2 separate regions of the Mus musculus genome follow, and region 1 is linked to region 2. The links are chromatin contacts, called in public HiChIP or PLAC-seq maps. All regions are on one chromosome and are shown on one strand. Each heading gives the region's core, a stretch centred on a gene start, on an enhancer-like site or on the middle of the called end of the contact. The rest is flanking DNA. Distances are from core to core; before and after follow the strand shown. Region 1 holds the start of Xpo4 (exportin 4). Region 2 overlaps Gm32912 (a long non-coding RNA gene).

Region 1 (3,775 bases), core at 168-2,667, 550 kb after region 2:
CCTCTGGAAAAGCAACACGTGCTCTTAACTACTGAGCAGTCTCTCCAGGCCTTAACTAAAATATCCTTAAATAGGATGCTCCAACAGAATCCTTGACAGTAACCTTAAAGTAGGGTAAAAAAGAAATCTAGCTGCATTTAGTTGTTAAAATGTCTAAATCATTTCAAGTAATAAAATGGACATCTAATTTTAAAAACAAAACAAAAAACCCTACAAATGCAATCGTCATAATTTACAAAGAACGAAAGAAAGAAATCAGGCTGAGCCAGCAAGCATAAGACACACAGTTTACTAAGTAACGAAACAGTATCCTTCTCCTTACTTTTGCTCCCTATGTGAAATCCTGTTTATAATACCGACTCGTCCTGCTCAAACACCCTCACCAAACTATTTCGTGGTAGTTGTTAGACTTCAGCTAATAAGTACCTGGGAACCTGCCACAGAGTCAGTTTTCCAAAACGCGAAACCCACAAAGAGTAGGTCTTGAACCAAGTTTTGCCCCAACGACCTTGGTCCTAAAGATTAGCCTCTCTCCCTCCGGCCGGTCCGTCCACGTGCCGCCTGCTGCGGTTACCCAGAACAGTCTGCATGTCAGGCAAAGAGCTAGGGGACCCGATCCACAAGAGAACGAGGGTTGCTAACAGCACCCAGACTATGCCATCCCTCTCCTAACAGGATCAACTCCCCAGCGTCATGCACACAGTCCCAAGAATGTTCCCTAACCCAAGTCCTGCGGGGTTCACCCTGTGCCTTGCTCTGCTACCCAGTCTGCCTAGCGAGGTATGGAGCGAAGCTGGCGGCACAGGAAACTCTCCATCTTACACCACTACACCCCAGTGCCAGGCGGAGGAACAAGGCGGTCAGGGAAGGAGACAGCACTAGAAAGTAAAGAACCAAGGCAAGAGGAAAGTAGGATGGAGAATCCTGCGCCACGCCACCACCACCTCCACTTCAGGGTTCATCCCAAGGCCCTTCCTGGCCACCAACCCAGCGGACAGCAGGCCTGACCAGGGAGAGCCAGCCGGAGTCCCACTAATCCCCCGTTTCTCCGGACCCGGCGTCCTCACCATCAGAACTTTGGCCGCGTTCTCCAGCTGAGCGATCACTTCTGGGGGCCCCAGCGCCGCCGCCATCATGGTCTCTCTTCAATGACGCGCCATGCGCTGCATTCTGGGAGCAGGCGCCGCGGCCGGCCAATCGCCGCCGCGACCCCGGCGCCTCTCGCGCCTCCCGGGCTGTCGCAGCAGCCGTCGGCGTCGCGCCCCCAGCGGCCTGACGGGACCGCCGATTCCTGAGCAGCTGGAAGGAGACAAGCGTGAGCCCGGTCGCGGCGCTGGGAGGAGGGCGGCGGCAGCCGGCACCGGGCGAGGCCGAGCGGTTGGCTCTGTCAGCCGCGGCCGGGCATCCCGCGCGGGTCTGGGGCCTGCGCATGCGTGGTTCCCTGCTGGGTGCGGGCCGCGAGGTCCTGGACCGGAGCCGCGCAGCCCGTTAGCTGCGGGTTAAGGTTTGGGTGTCCTGCCCGTGCGGGAGCTTCCTCTCGCTCCCATAGGCTGTCCGGTGTGGAGCAGGATCTCTTAGCCTTGGAAGCGCTCTCCTAAGGGTGCGTCTACGCCCAGAATTCATGCCTCCCGCTCCGCGGTTCATTCCGCTGTGAGAAAAGGGCATCCGTGGACGAAATGCTTGGTTTTCTTGATTTTTGAAACCCTCTCCCTAACCACTTGGCTTCCTGAAGTCAGTAAGGGCTCAGCTGCCGCCAGCTTTGGACTTCAGGAGTTTATAATAGCAATGCTAAGTACAGAATCTGCGAGGAAAGGTGCGTTACAGTAACTTCAACGCGCTGTCTTCTCTCCGGTTCTTTAAGGTTTTGTTTTTCAAAGTCTACGTCCAGGAAAGTGATCCCGACATCAGCTAGTTCAATGTTCAAAAGGTGGTCTAGTTGAAGTATTTGTATGTTTCGACCTGACAGCTCCATTTTCTGAGTTTTGTTGACTGCCTGTTCTGCTTTCTGGGGAAAATCCACGTTTTTGAGTTCCTTCTGTAGACTTCCTGGTTTTCCCAGAGATTTGTAAGTCTGCCCTCCGCCCCTTTGAGGTTTTGTGTCTTCGAAATAGAATTGCATTAATTTTTAAATGATTTATTTTTTATTTTATGTGCATTGTTTTGTGTGCATGTATGTCTGTGTGAGAGTGTCAAATCCCCAGCAACTGGAGTTACTGATGATTGTAAGGGTGCTGGAACTGAACCTGAGTCCTCTGGAATTGCAGCCAGTGCTTTTAACCACTAAGCTATCTCTCTATTACTATTGTTTCTATTGAAACAAATGTAAATTCTTCTCTTCACCCCACCCACTCTCAGTGCCTTTATTTATTTATTTTATATGTAAATACACTGTAGCTGACTTCAGACTCCACAGAAGAGGGCATCAGATCTCACTATGGATGGTTGTGAGCCTCGATGTGGTTGCTGGGATTTGAACTCAGGACCTTCAGAAGAGCAGTCAGTGCTCTTAACCGCTGAGCCATCTTTCCAGCCCCTTTTCTTGTGTTTTTAACAGGATTTTTCTATTCACGCTGTAGACCAGGCCAGCCTCAAACACAAAGATCCACCTGCCCTCTGCCTCCTCAGTGCTGGGATTAAAGGCATGGCCAATCGGTTTTTTGTTTGTTTGTTTGGATTTTTTTGACTTCTCTACTATTTTTGAGAAGTAAATTAATGAGATTTTTTTTTTTTTGCTTGAGAAATAAAAGTGTCTTTCATTTCATTACCAGATGACAAAATTAGTTGAAGTGCTGTTAATGGTGGTTTTCCTGTTGAGATTTGTGTGAACAGGGGCCAGCCAAATGGCTCAGCAGATAAAAGAACTTTCAGTACTAGCCTGAGGACCTAACTTCAATCCTAAAGTGCATAGCAAATAGAGAGAACTGACTGTAAATTGCCCTCTGACCTCTGCACTTGTCTGCCTTCATGCATCCGTAACATACACTGTGCTAGTTAGTTTTTGTCAACTTGACACAAATCTAGACTTACCTGGTATATTGGCTGGTTTTGTGTGTCAACTTGACACAAGCTGGAGTTATCACAGAGAAAGGAGCCTCCCTTGAAGAAAGGCCTCCATGAGATCCAGCTGTCAGGCATTTTCTCAATTAGTGATCAAGGGTGAGAGGGTCCATTGTGGGTGGTGCCATCCCTGGCCTGGTAGTCTTGGGTTCTATAAGAGAGCAAGCTGAGCAAGTCAGGGGAAGCAAGCCAGTAAGGAACATTCCTCCATGACCTCTGCATCAACTCCTGCTTCCTGACCTGCTTGAGTTCCAGTCCTGACTTCCTTTGGTGAGAAACAGCAATGTGGAAGTGTAAGCTGAATAAACCCTTTCCTCCCTAACTTGCTTCTTGGTCATGATGTTTGTGCAGGAATAGAAACCCTGACTAAGACATCTGGACAAGGGTCTTTAATCTTGAAAATTAAGTAATATTTCTTAGTTGAAATATTACTTTCATCAAATTATCCTGTGAGCAGATTTGTGGGGCATTTTCTTGATTAATGGTTGATGTGCAAGGGCAGGTAGTTTGGGATCATCCTGGTCTACAGACCAAGTTCCAGGTCAGCCAGGACTACACAGAAAAGCCCTGTCTTGGGGGCTGGAGAGATGGCTCAGCAGTTAAGTGCACTGACTGCTCTTCCAGAGGTCCTGAGTTCAAATCCCAGCAACCACGTGGTGGCTCACAACCATCTGTAATGAGATCTGATGCCCTCTTCTGATGTGTCTGAAGACAGCTA
Region 2 (3,764 bases), core at 975-3,474:
CATGTTGAGGTCTGTACTAATTTCCGGTGAAGGCACAGAGCAAATGGGGACACTTGGTTCTCTCCTGGGGATGAGTTTGCCTCCTGACCTTTTGTGGTACCCGAGGAGATAAGCGAGAACATTCTGAAAGAAAGAGAAAGAAGAGAGCCCTAAAAACAAAGCAGACTGCTGTCATAGAAGCCACGAGGGCCAGGGCAGCAAAGGACACAGACTGGAGTAAAATAACTGGATAAAGGAGACCCAGGGGAACTCAGCAGAGGTTGGAGGTGTGGCCTTTCTCTGGAAGAGAGCAGGTGCAGGATGCTGGAAAGGATGTCTTATTGACCTCTGGAGGTTGATCACCAGCTTAAGGATGGAGACATTCTTGGTAGCCATGGGGTGGGGGCCTGGTGGGGGTGGGGGCCTGCTAGGGGATTGGAGGGCCACTCCCAGCCTCTCTCCTTGAAGGGGAGAAGTTGTGAAAGACCAAACTACTGCTTTGAGCCCACTAGGCTGTAAAGACCTGAGCCATTTTCGTGTTAAACAATTGTATTTATTACCTTGTGGCTGAACAAGACACATTTCCAGAGTGGATATTCAGAGAACTTACTGGACATTGCAGGTGTCTTGCTCTATCTAGAACAAGCACGAGGGTGGCCTAAGGAGCTTGAGAATTTCTGGGCTGTGAGATTAGACATTCTGATCATAGACCTGGGGACCTCCGGCCTGTGTCTATGTACATGTGACTCTTGTGATCTGGATTCACTCTTGAAATCCTGCTCAATGTGAAGTTTTAGGAGGCGATGGAGTGGAACGGAATCCTCTGAAGAGAGGGGAGAGAGCTCATCCCATCCCTCATGTCCCTGAGGACACAGGCAAAAACCACTGTCTGGAGGAAGAGAGGGCTCCTCACTGGACACCGGTGGATATCCGTGGGTGTCTTATCTTGGACCACTTAGCTTCAAGAACTAGAGCTCCACTGTTCCTGAGCCTTGGAGTCCACGGTATTCTATCAGAGCCACATGAGCTTAGCCAGGACAGTTTTGAAAGAGGTGCCTTGGAGGACCCTTAAGACCTCTACCTTTCCCCAGAGAAAGTCACAAATCCTGTGCATCTGGTCCATGGGTGAGAAGTTTGATACCTTTTTAGCCACAATAATCTCTGACTCAAACACTAATGCTTGGAGATACGATGTCACTCTCTAGGCTACTCTCTTGACTGCTAAGAAACTTCCCTCTCCTGAGGCTATTCAGAGGCTCCGAAAGCAACATACATTCCCCACTGGATTTCCCTTTTCTTGCCCAGGTTAGCCTGGAACTTACTCTCTAGCCCAATCCTGATACCCCTGCCTCAGCCTCCTCAGTGCTAAGATTACAGGTATGAGCCACAAGTTAAATTTACCCTCCCCCTTCCTGAGCGTGGGACATTGAATGGACTCTGATGACCAGTCTCTAGTTGTATTGATTTTTAAAAAGATTTTTTCTTTTATTGAAAATAGATTTTTTTTCCTCAAATAATATGTCCTGATAATGGTTTCCCCTCCCTCTACTCCTCCCAGTTCCTCCACATCTCCCTCCTAGCTGGATCCACCCCCAACAGGCTTCTAAGGGATAAAATAATAAGATAAAACAAAAACTAACACATCAGAAAAGGACAAAACAAAACAGACTCACACTCTGGAATCCCATAAAACCCCTAAACTGGGACTCTAATTAATATATATATATATATCCCATAGGGTTCAAAAAGAAGGAAAGGAATGACAGAAAAATAAATGAATATATAAATAAAAGAAGCTATAAAAGTATTTTTACAAATGAATTCAGTGGCACCTGAAAGTAACACTGTAAACAGTTAAATAGCTCCTGCTAACTGAGAGTCAAAATGCCACATAAATTCTGAGTGCATAAATACACAAAAATATTTGGAAAAGTGAGAAAGGTGATTTTATTGCCTGTCTAATAAATCATACGTAGAAATGATCTAGGCTAACGAGTACCTTCATGTTTCAGAAGATGATGAATGATGGAGTCTCTGCTCCTGGTTAGTATCTTTAAAGAGATTCTTGGCTGTCAAGCCCCAGCTCTCCCACTGAGCCCTGCCCGCTGAAGGGTTGCAAGACATTCTTTTAGGGCACCAACCCCCAACCCCCACAAGTCCTCCTGAAAAGGCCTTGGCCAGCCCCGGGTTTGTCAATCAGCATTCACCTAGTAGTCCTAGGGGGTGGGAGAAACCATGGCAACCGCAGTACTGGCAGGCAGGAAGCTGTTTACTGGTCTTGGAGTCCCTACGGTAAGGGTTAGGAAGCTAATGAGCCTTAGTCCCTACCCAACAGCCAGCCAAAAAGTTGGGAAGGAAAGCATTGGTATTCCGGGTGCTGATCAATCCAACACACGTTTATGGGTTCTCACTATGTGACGCATGTCGGGGGACAATGGAGCAGCTCCGCCACCACCCACCACCCACCCCCGAGCCCCAAGAGAAGTACCCCTGAAGTAGCAGGGAGAACTCCAGAAAGCTTACATAGCCCAGGAGCAGGCTGGAAGGGAGAGTGTGGAGGAGTGGGCTTGCATAGAGCAGAGAGAAAATCTGCCACCGTGCACACTTTGAACTGGTCCAGAGGACGGGCTGAGAAGACAGGCAGGACGGACAGTCCAGGGTTAGAGAGAGTTTCTGCAATGCCCAGAGGCTTGGGCAAGCAAGTGGCTTTTAAGAGCAGCAGACCCTGGAGGCTGGGGGACCTTGACAGTGCAGATGTGAATAAGAAGTCACCAGAGAGGATTGTGTTGAGGGCAGAGATGCAGGAAATCCAGTCATCCCAAAAACCCACGGGTGCAGACAAAGCCACTAAACCCCTCCCCCCCCAACCCCCTAATTAACTAATTAGAAATTCAGAAATAACCAGGAAAATTGACGCCTAGTGAGACAGTCTACAGAGTCTAGATACTGCTACTGAACTTAACCCATTACTCCAAAAAAGGGCCCAGCCGAGCCAGGGAGGCCAGACTATCTTGATTAGACTGTAGTGAGCTCTCTCTCCACCAAGGGTGTGTCAGGGAAGCACATGTAGGAACTTGACTTTCATCCCAACTGGAACCAGGTCTCTCTGCCCCTATGTCATGGTGTCTGTCTGGACTAAGGGATTGCCTTCCTAACCCTGTGTTGTATTGTAGGGGCCTTCCACCAGTGGTCTCCCCACCGGGCTGCTGGGTCACAGTAGGAGCTGGAACTCTAGTTCTGTCTCCACAGCAATAAGGAGTCTCCATATACCTTGGTTGTCAGTGGAGGCAAGTGATGTGTTTATAAAAAGATAAAGAGAGAGGGGATATGTTTTGGTGGATGTGTGATGAGGTATGGGGGAAGGGGGTGCCTCTGCAGGCCCACGCTGAGGCATCTCTTCCTCCTGAGGGACAATGGTATAGAGTTTATTCAGGGCATGGGGAGGGGAGTTGAGAGGGTAGGAGAGAGAGAGAGAGAAAGAGAGAGGGAGAGGAGAGGAGAGGAGAGGAGAAGAGAGGAGAAGAGAGGAGAAGAGAGGAGAAGAGAGGAGAAGAGAGGAGAAGAGAGGAGAAGAAGAGAGGAGAAGAGAGGAGAAGAGAGGAGAGGAGGCAGGCCATGAGCACATGGGGCAGGGGAGAGAATGGAGGGGAGAAGGGGCAAGAGGACAGAGTGGGGACCGGAAGGCAAGAGCAAGGGGATGAGAGTGGAGGGGGCAAGAAGCCCCTTTTTATAGTGAGTCAGGCATACCTGGCTGTTGTCAGGTAACTCTGGGGCAGAGCTTAGAC

Evidence for each region. HiChIP or PLAC-seq counts read pairs in DNA pulled down with a chosen protein or histone mark.
Region 1: a contact with region 2 is called in an H3K4me3 HiChIP or PLAC-seq map of neural progenitor cells, with 5 times the contacts expected there. The contact joins the promoter of Xpo4 here to the enhancer-like site in region 2. A contact is called at or near these places in 6 of 39 promoter capture datasets (the 3T3-L1 cell line, the HPC-7 cell line, cranial neural crest and 3 more), 2 of 115 datasets of contacts at active chromatin or transcription factors (astrocytes and neural progenitor cells) and 1 of 9 other capture datasets (pancreatic islet).

The regions. Positions count from the first base shown.
Region 1 is chr14:57,663,821-57,667,595 of GRCm38.p6, forward strand. Xpo4 (exportin 4) reads right to left here and starts at 1,418. Exons shown (of 23, transcript NM_020506.2): 1 at 1,068-1,418. The coding sequence starts at 1,136.
Region 2 is chr14:57,113,812-57,117,575 of GRCm38.p6, forward strand. It overlaps Gm32912 (a long non-coding RNA gene), which reads left to right. Exons shown (of 5, transcript XR_383459.4): 5 at 1-383. Among named protein-coding and RNA genes, the nearest start is that of Gjb2, 11 kb to the left of the region's middle. Within about 2 kb of position 2,225, at least 46 of the 459 cell types and tissues checked have an H3K27ac peak or open chromatin away from gene starts, as enhancers often do. A contact at or near this core is called in astrocytes and neural progenitor cells, where this site is marked.